Regions from separate parts of the Mus musculus genome. Here region 2 is linked to region 1. The links are chromatin contacts, called in public Hi-C maps. All regions are on one chromosome and are shown on one strand. Each heading gives the region's core, a stretch centred on a gene start, on an enhancer-like site or on the middle of the called end of the contact. The rest is flanking DNA. Distances are from core to core; before and after follow the strand shown. Region 1 has its middle 86 kb from the start of Vav3. Region 2 overlaps Vav3 (vav 3 oncogene).

Evidence for each region. Hi-C and Micro-C count contacts between places; a contact is called where the count stands out from the background.
Region 2: a contact with region 1 is called in a Hi-C map of bone marrow-derived macrophages, with 32 read pairs. The contact joins two enhancer-like sites. A contact is called at or near these places in 3 of 484 Hi-C or Micro-C datasets (the HPC-5 cell line and bone marrow-derived macrophages) and 1 of 115 datasets of contacts at active chromatin or transcription factors (heart atrium).

The regions. Positions count from the first base shown.
Region 1 is chr3:109,253,030-109,257,174 of GRCm38.p6, forward strand. No RefSeq gene overlaps it. Among named protein-coding and RNA genes, the nearest start is that of Vav3, 86 kb to the right of the region's middle. Within about 2 kb of position 2,097, at least 129 of the 459 cell types and tissues checked have an H3K27ac peak or open chromatin away from gene starts, as enhancers often do. A contact at or near this core is called in bone marrow-derived macrophages, where this site is marked.
Region 2 is chr3:109,446,408-109,450,552 of GRCm38.p6, forward strand. The region is part of intron 2 of Vav3 (vav 3 oncogene); the gene reads left to right. Among named protein-coding and RNA genes, the nearest start is that of Vav3, 110 kb to the left of the region's middle. Within about 2 kb of position 2,059, at least 35 of the 459 cell types and tissues checked have an H3K27ac peak or open chromatin away from gene starts, as enhancers often do. A contact at or near this core is called in bone marrow-derived macrophages, where this site is marked.

The DNA.
Region 1 (4,145 bases), core at 847-3,346:
CTTTAGGGTCTGGGTACCCTTTGGGGGCCAGGAGCCATCTAGTGCAGGTGAGCTGACCCCATGAAGTGGACCCAGTACCATGTTTCAGTGGAGGGGGATACTTTGTAGATTTTCTCTCTCCTTCAGCAACCCCTAGTTTCCCAGGCCTCAGCCTGGATGCTACCACCCTTCCTCTCAGAGACCAGGCATCCACTTTTCATAGAAGCACAGAAAATCACAGAGAGCAGAGTTTCTGGCTTCCCAGACAAAGAGCACAAAGGAAACCTGGAGAGGAGTTTGTAAAGCAAACAGTAGAGGGAGGAGCAAAACCTGCCATCAGTGAGAGCAACATGACCTGTTTTTTTTTTTTTTAAGATTTATTTATTTATTATATGTAAGAACACTGTAGCTGTCTTCAGACACACCACAAGAGAGCATCAGATTTCATTATGAATGGCTGTGAGCCATCATGTGTTTGCTGGGATTTGAACTCATGACCTTCAGAAGAGCAGTCGGCGGTGCTCTTAACCACTGAGCCATCTCTCCAGCCCAACATGACCTGTTTTGTGGAAAATTTAAAAACACATAGTTAAAATTTTAAGAAGACAAGAACATGAGTTCTTATGGGTCCATCATGCAACTCCCATAACCACCAGCTCTCTGCTAGCTTGCTTATGAGTACCACTCCCCATGTGTATTTTGTGTATGTATGTCCGGTAGAATTTTACCTTCACAGCATGTGAGCCTTACCTACTCCCATAACAAGTATGCAAAAATAAAATTTCATTAGTGAATACTTGTTGAGTTTTTCTGTTGAGATCCCTTCCCACTTTTTGCAAAGGTCCTGGGACAGAAGACTGCAGAATGTTTCAATTAAATGCTAATAAATGCAGAAAGTGACCCCTCCCCCAGTCCTCGGGTCCTCCTCAGCAGTGGCTTTCAGCCACTTCCTTCTGTCTGGATTCTTAAAAGTGTCCCTGGTGGGCTGCTAGTGACCTGTGTGCTGCCTCTGGCACCCACACACTTCAAGGACAAGCTTCCTCTGGGCATTTGTGACCACTGGGGCTCAAACTTTTCTTAATTGCTTGTATGTTCATCGACTGTCCTTTTGTCACGGTGCAGTGACCCATTTTTTTTTTTTTTTCAACCACTGGGCTGATGGGATCTGATGAGCTGCCAAGTCACATTGATGGGATGTGACTCAGAGAAGGGAGCCACACACGTGATAGTGTGGTGGCATTTGTCTTGATGAAATGCTTTCATTTTATAGAATGTTTGAATTACCACTGTTACTGCGAAAGATGAGCTAATGGCACCTGTTTTGATTCATACGATAATAAAACAGGAAAAAAATTAAAACAAATCTATAAAATCATATGACTATTTCATTCAAGTATTTCTTGGCCACATGCCGTTCTTGGTTCTAAGGCGTAAGCAAGCAATGAAGTTTGAATGAATCAGGAGAGAGTGAGTGTTGTACACATGTTCCTGTTGCTGTAAATGGTTTTAATTTGTCATTCTTTCCCGCTCCCCAAACACACTTAAATCAGAATACACGTAGGAAAAAGATGTGTGTACACTATAAAGGATTTGAAAATAGGACTGAGAAAAATGGGCTTTGTAAATGTGAACATGCTAGATTCAACAGCACACTAAAGGGGTCCCAGAGGGCAGAGCGCACTTGCCTGGATCCTTCTCTTGCTTCTCAGCCAGTTGGCTTCCTGTTGGCTTCAGGTAATGGAAAGATTATGGAGTGGGAAGAGAGGATAAGCCTGATGTGTTGGTTTCCTGTGGCTAGTGTTGCAAATTGCTAAATACACACACACACACACCTACCTAGTGGCTTAAGCTACACAAAGTTATCATTTTATGGTTTGGGAGGCCAAAAGTCAGAAATTTATCTTCAGAGACTAAACTCAGTAGGGCTACCCTCATGCAGGCTCTAGAGACACCCCTAACCCCCGCGCCCCCCTTTTAGGGCATACCCATATTCTTCTGCTTGTGAACACACAACTCTAGTACTGCCTTGACTGACCTCCCTGCCTCTCTCTTATCAGGTCCATTGTGATGACAGTGGGTTTCTGGAAAACTCTGCAGGGCTCCCAGGATGACTCATCAGCCTCTTGTCAGACGTCATTTCTTCCTCAGCCGCTTTTGGAGCAGATCCCCTCCTCTTACTGCTTGACAAGCTGAAGTGGTTTACTGGGTTTTGGACAAGGGGAAGTGGAAGTGCTTGGGTAGTGTTTGTGGGGACAGGGCAGGGAGATGCGAGATGTCTTGGGCACTTGGGTAATTATGAGCAGAGGCTTAGTTTTCCATTTGCCAAGAGAGTTTTCTCTCTCTCTCTCTTAGGCAAACATGCGTGAATGGGGAAGAACTATCTGGAGGACAGCAGTAGTTAGATAGTAAAGGCAGACACACTGGGCCTGTAACTCAGAGCAGTTCGATTTCTGGGTGCAGCTAGTGGGTGCTCCTGACAGAGGTTTTGAACAATACAGGACTAAGGAGAGGTTGGCAAAGCACCTTTGAGAAGGGGATTGATTTCCAGCTAGGCTGCTTAGTCTTCAATTTCCCCTTTCACCCTCTTTATGATCTGCAACAAACTGCTGTGCTCCCTAGCATGTGCCTATGAAAGTGGGACAAGGTCACACAACATTAAGGCTGGCATCAATGCTAAATGAGGTAATGCTCAGAGAAGTATTAAACACATGTGCGACTTCAATTCAATACATAGTTCTAGAAATCCTGAGCCCCTATCCGTGGGCTGCTTGCTGTCCTAAGTCATTGCTCTCTTGGATCTTTTAGCCTACAGGCATATAGAGACATCAGAGTGTACCTAACAACAAACTTAGCTTAGAAAGAAAACCGGGGATGGGAAGACAGAAGGTACACAGGTTTCCTAGGGTGGATGGCTTGAGTTGTGCTAAATGACTGAAATTAAGCCAATGTGTCTGGACTCAAAAGAGCGAGGAGACAGAGAAAGATCTGAGGAAGCCAGCAGGTAAGGGTATTAGGCTCTATGCTAGGAGTCTGTGGAAGCCGTTGAAGGATTTTGGCATCAAACATGTATGTGTATGATGAAGACTTAGGAAGCACCACTGTTAATGGCTCCTGGAGATCAGATTGGAGAGGTGCCAGGTGAGGTGGTGAGAGAAGGGCCTATACTGCTTTGGTAGATGCTCACCTGGATGCCTGGAGCAGGGACTGTGCAGTGAGGGAGAAGCTGGGGTCCAAGAAGGCAGAGAGCACTGGGGAGCCCCTGGATTGATTGACTAGGGAACAATTGCAACTTATCCCTTTGTGTGCTGGACACAGAGGGACAGAGGAGCTTTGGAGACATCTCAGAAAAGATGTTCCCAGTCACTTGGGAGAGGTCTGCCATGGAGCTAGAAATGTTGAACACACTAACTTATAAATAAGGAAACTCTGACCGGACAAGCTAACACGTCTCAAAGTGTTAGTCTGCAGCAGACAAGGCTCTGTTACTGTCCTAGCTCCCTTAATATCTGCAACAGACTTGAGAGATGTTTTCTCCACTTTACAAATGAGGACACAGAGACACCAGAGCTATCCTAGACCTTGCTCAAGGTCAAACAATTACCAAGGCTTAGAACCAGGATCCAAACCCAGGTCAGCCCTGGTGCAATATTTCTGACCACTTCAGCACACCTGATCTCTTGGTGAGTGAATTGGCACAGTTTCAGGATCTACACTGGTTCTATTACAGAACTGGGCTCTATCACATGGGCTGGGCTGCCAAAGCTACCCCATCAGTTTTCAGGGTACAGGAGATGTTGGTGTTTCTGGTTGCCATGGTTTGCATAATATGCATTCCTCACCTGCTGGAATCTCCTGCGCTGAGCAGCAGCTGCCAGTGACTGCAGAGCGACACATGCCAGAGCCTCAGAGAAGCACGTGCAAGAGAGGCTGCAGTGGACAGCCGCAGGCGGTGACTATCTTTTCAAGCAAAAACATGTTTGAAATGTTGGGGTTACAGCAGGGCTCTGCCTCTTTCAACAGGCAGGAGGCTGATCCTCACCCTAAACTAGGCAAACACTGCCTGTAGGAAAACTTTGGTTATTGTTTGTAAGCCAGAGAAACTTGACTCTGCCCATCTTCATTGCACCCAGAAAGTGCAAAAGATGTGTTGCCATGGCAAAAGGTCT
Region 2 (4,145 bases), core at 809-3,308, 190 kb after region 1:
ACCCCAAAGTTACCCACATAAGCAGGTCACACATGAAGAAAGCATTAAATAATTTAAACAGTACACAAACTGTTAAAGCCATGTCTAGTTGTATCTAGAAGATCCCTGTGGCTTCCAGCGCCTGTCACCAGTCAGCCATTATATTCTTGCTCATGGGAGTCCATTTCCATGGAGAGCTAGGAAAATATTATTAGCTGTGACTCATATAGCTCTGGTCTCACCTAGTACTGTTTTGCTTTTATAGTATTAGTTATAAATCAGTCTTAGATTTTGCTTTTAATAAATGTATTGATTAAAAATTTAAGGACAATTATTTTGGAGGACAGATCAGAATGAATGGAATAAAACTTATTTGTAGGAAAATTCCATTTACATCTCAAAACAAAGCTGCTCCTCCCACCGTCACAATCTTATCCCTCTTGAAGCAAAGACATGGAAAGTAAACAAAGAGATTTTTTTCTATTGGGTCGATGGTCTATCTTTCGAGATGGGTAATTTAATTAACAGCGTGTTACTGTATTGACACAGATCCCTAAAGTCCCACATAAAACAGACTAAGCTCATTTGCTTTATTGCAAAGCCAGAGTGGGTGTAGTTTATTCAGGATAAGTTTTCATCACCTGTATCGCTATTCTCTACTAAGTAAATAAAACCACTTCCTACTTGGGAGATGTCAGTCATGCTGCAACCATGTGGTATACTGTGCAATGAGAGGTTGCCCCTGTGATATGCACACTCTCCTGAGCCTCCTTTTCTAGTACCTGTGGCTCTCGAGGGAGCAGCCAGTCCCCTTCCCTCCACACCATGGGAAGCAGAGCAAAGCCTTGGGATAAAGCTATCTTTCTTAGAGACAGGAAAGAGGCACAGCCAGTGAACTTGTATTCCCGTTCATTCTTCATGCATCCTGAATATTTTATGGCCAGAGCTTTTAGTTTTGTTGTAGGAAAAAATAGTCTAGATTTGCCAAAGAGCAGTCAACAACAGACTCACATCTACAATAGTGAAAGAACAGGTGAAGATGCGCCGAGGGATTGATTCTTCAGGACACTGTGTCTCCCATTATACTAAGCCCGCATCACAGACTGTCATGGCAAATAAATTCCTACAGTCTTACATCTTAGAGTTTCAAACCTGCCATAAAACTTGTGTTCATTTAGGGAAGGGCTTTTATAGCAACAAATGTACAATTTCATATCATGTTATTAGAAGCCAATTTATTGTTTTTGGCTAAAAAATTAATATTAATGTGTTAGCAATTTAGTCATCTCAAGGCAGTCTTTGGCAACCTTACTCTCAGCCAGCCAGCTTCTTCTTGTGCCTATGTTTGCTGCTCTAAAGCCTTATTCATTTTGATTTATGTGAACATGGATTGTAGAATGATAAAGCCTCAGGCCACCAGGATTTAATAGTGAATTGTTCAAGGACATTCATTTAAGAGAGAAAAAAATGGCTCCTCACCAATAATTGAATTATTTTTTACCTATCTTGCATGGCTTCTACTAAAATAGGGAATATTGTGTGTAGTGCCTTCATCATAATTAAGGGCACAGAGTTGTGCTTGGAAAAGGTCCATTGAGGAAACATGTTTGAATGTCATGTATAGGACAAGTGCCTGGTTTGCATACTGCTCCTCCTTCTTCACATGTAACCTCTCCTCCTGCTGCAGTTCGTATTACATACATGGCCTCAATTGGAGTTAAGGATACATGTTTAATCTTTGTGCAGGAGAAGCAGAGAGTCAAAGAGGGATAAAAGCCCAGATAAATTACAGAGGACATTAACCCCATCAAGTCTATAATTTTCAGTGGCTGTTACAATTCATGACCCTTTAAAAATCAGATACATAGGCCGAACCACATGAAAAACTGTAATGTAATTTGGATTAACCTAGAGTTTTGCTAAGACAGTGGCTCGGAGATGAGAAGACCACGGAACAGAGAGGATGGGCTCATGTTTTCTATGTGGCTTTCTTTTCCCTCAAGCTATCAAGGGCTATTAAAGCTACAAATGAGTGTACATTTCAGGAAGTCAGATTTTCCTTTACCATAAAGAGGAACTTAAAAGCAGTACTGTGCATAGTAGAAATGACGGAATTAGTCAGGAGACCTGTGGTTCCCTAATAAGGAGGTTTTCAGGTTTAATTTTTATTTTGCCTGGTATCTCATATGTTGAAGTTGACATTTAGATGGAAAATTTAGTGTGAACGTTTTGGAAATCTATATAGTAATAAGTTGGACCTTAAACTAATAGACTATATATTTGGATTAATACAAGGTCTATCTTCAACTGACTGAATGGTATTTTACATTCAAAATGATTGTTAGCAATTGCTATTTAATGGTGTTTATCAGTGTGTCTGATTTTAATTTCTTCAAGACTAGCATTTTATGGGAACAAAAACTCAAGAGATTGAAGTTTGTTCTAGATGTTCATTGAAGTTTTAGAAAAGAAAATACTTACTAGGGTATGCAGTAACTTTGGACACCCTTAACCTTGCTTCCCTCCTTCTCCAACGGTGATGCTCAGAGGACTTTTTTTTATTAGATAGTTTCTTCATTTACATTTCAAATGCTATCCCGAAAGTCCCCTATACCCTCCCCCTGCCCTGCTCCCCAACCCACCCACTCCTGCTTCCTGGCCCTGGCATTCCCCTGTACTGGGGGATATAATCTTCACAGGACCAAGGGCCTCTCCTCCCATTGATGGCCGACTAGGCCATCTCAGAGGACATTTTTAATGATGGATTTTGTTTTGCAAATACAAAAATATTACTGCTGCAGAGGGGTAAAACAAACAGCTCCTGGAAAATTGATAAAATAGTGTTATAGAGGTCTTTGAAATCTTATGAAGATAACATTAAAAAATCACATGTAGATGTAAAAACCACAGTCCATGGAACTATGTCACAGTTCTGGAAAAATGGGCAAATTGTGAATTCAGTGATTTCTTTGCTAAAGATAAGTTCTGGGATTTCAGAAGACAATGACATAAAATAATGGATTTTTTTTCTCAATTCCCTTTCCTTTGTGCATGTGGAGAATCTAACTGGTTAAAGGGAGGGAGTACTCAGGACTAAATGGGACACACACATACACACACACACCATGTAGGTGATTACATTTAGTTCTCTTAGTTACTCTAAAGTTTTCTTAGTTTTTACAGATAATGGTCAGGTTACTTTCCAGAGTTACATGGGTTGTAAGAGGTGGGTCTGGGGTTTAAACAATATCAGATCCCAGACCGCACACCCTTAGCCACTCCTCTCCTACATCAAGACACAAAGCCCCCAAGGAATAGCACTCCGAGGGTGCAGGGTGCTTGCTCTCACCTCTAATACTGTGTATGGGCATGGGCTTGGGCATGGGCTTGAATATACACATTAATATCAGTGGCTGACAGATGTACTTGCAACTGCTCATAATTACAGCAAAAATTAGTACAAATCAAAACTCCCAAAAGCTTAATCTTTGTCTATCAGATCTAAAAGTCTGCTGTTTGAAATGGAAATGAGAGTTAGTGAAATGTAAAGTTAGAATTATTAAGAAAAGGTTGTAGCATTATCTTTAGCAAAGTCAGAGAGGAGAGGGAGAAGCCAGAGGAGGAGGAGAAGGAGGAGGAGAGAGGGAGAGACAAACAAAAGAAAGTGAAGAACTGCTTCATTCGCTTGAAGCAAGAGTAGGAGCTGGCTCAATAGAGGGTGTCACATGTGAGTGTCTAACAGTAGCCATGGGTAAGGTCTTCATGCCTATTGAGGTTGACTTGGTCAAAGGATTTCAAAGATTAAGGCAAAATGTTTGCTATGCATGTTTATATGATTTTTTAAAAAGCTTTTAAGAAAGTGAATGAGATTTTAAGGTGGTTTATGAGGGACACTGTACAGGTTTATAGGCTAGTCAGATAAAGAGAAAGGTCAGAGGACACCTTAAGCATGGGTTATGAGTGTAAAGCTTATTTTACTGTTAACACAATCCATGGCTATTTGAGAGTCTCTTGATTCTCAGCCAGCAGGGGTGAGGGGCTTTCTTTCCTTCCAGTGCCTCTTTAATTTTCTTTTTCTATTCTGTTCTGTTACCTTCAGGTTATCTCTAAGGAAATGAGCACTCCTAAAGTCTCCCAGATACCAGCTGAGAGATGCAATGTTAATT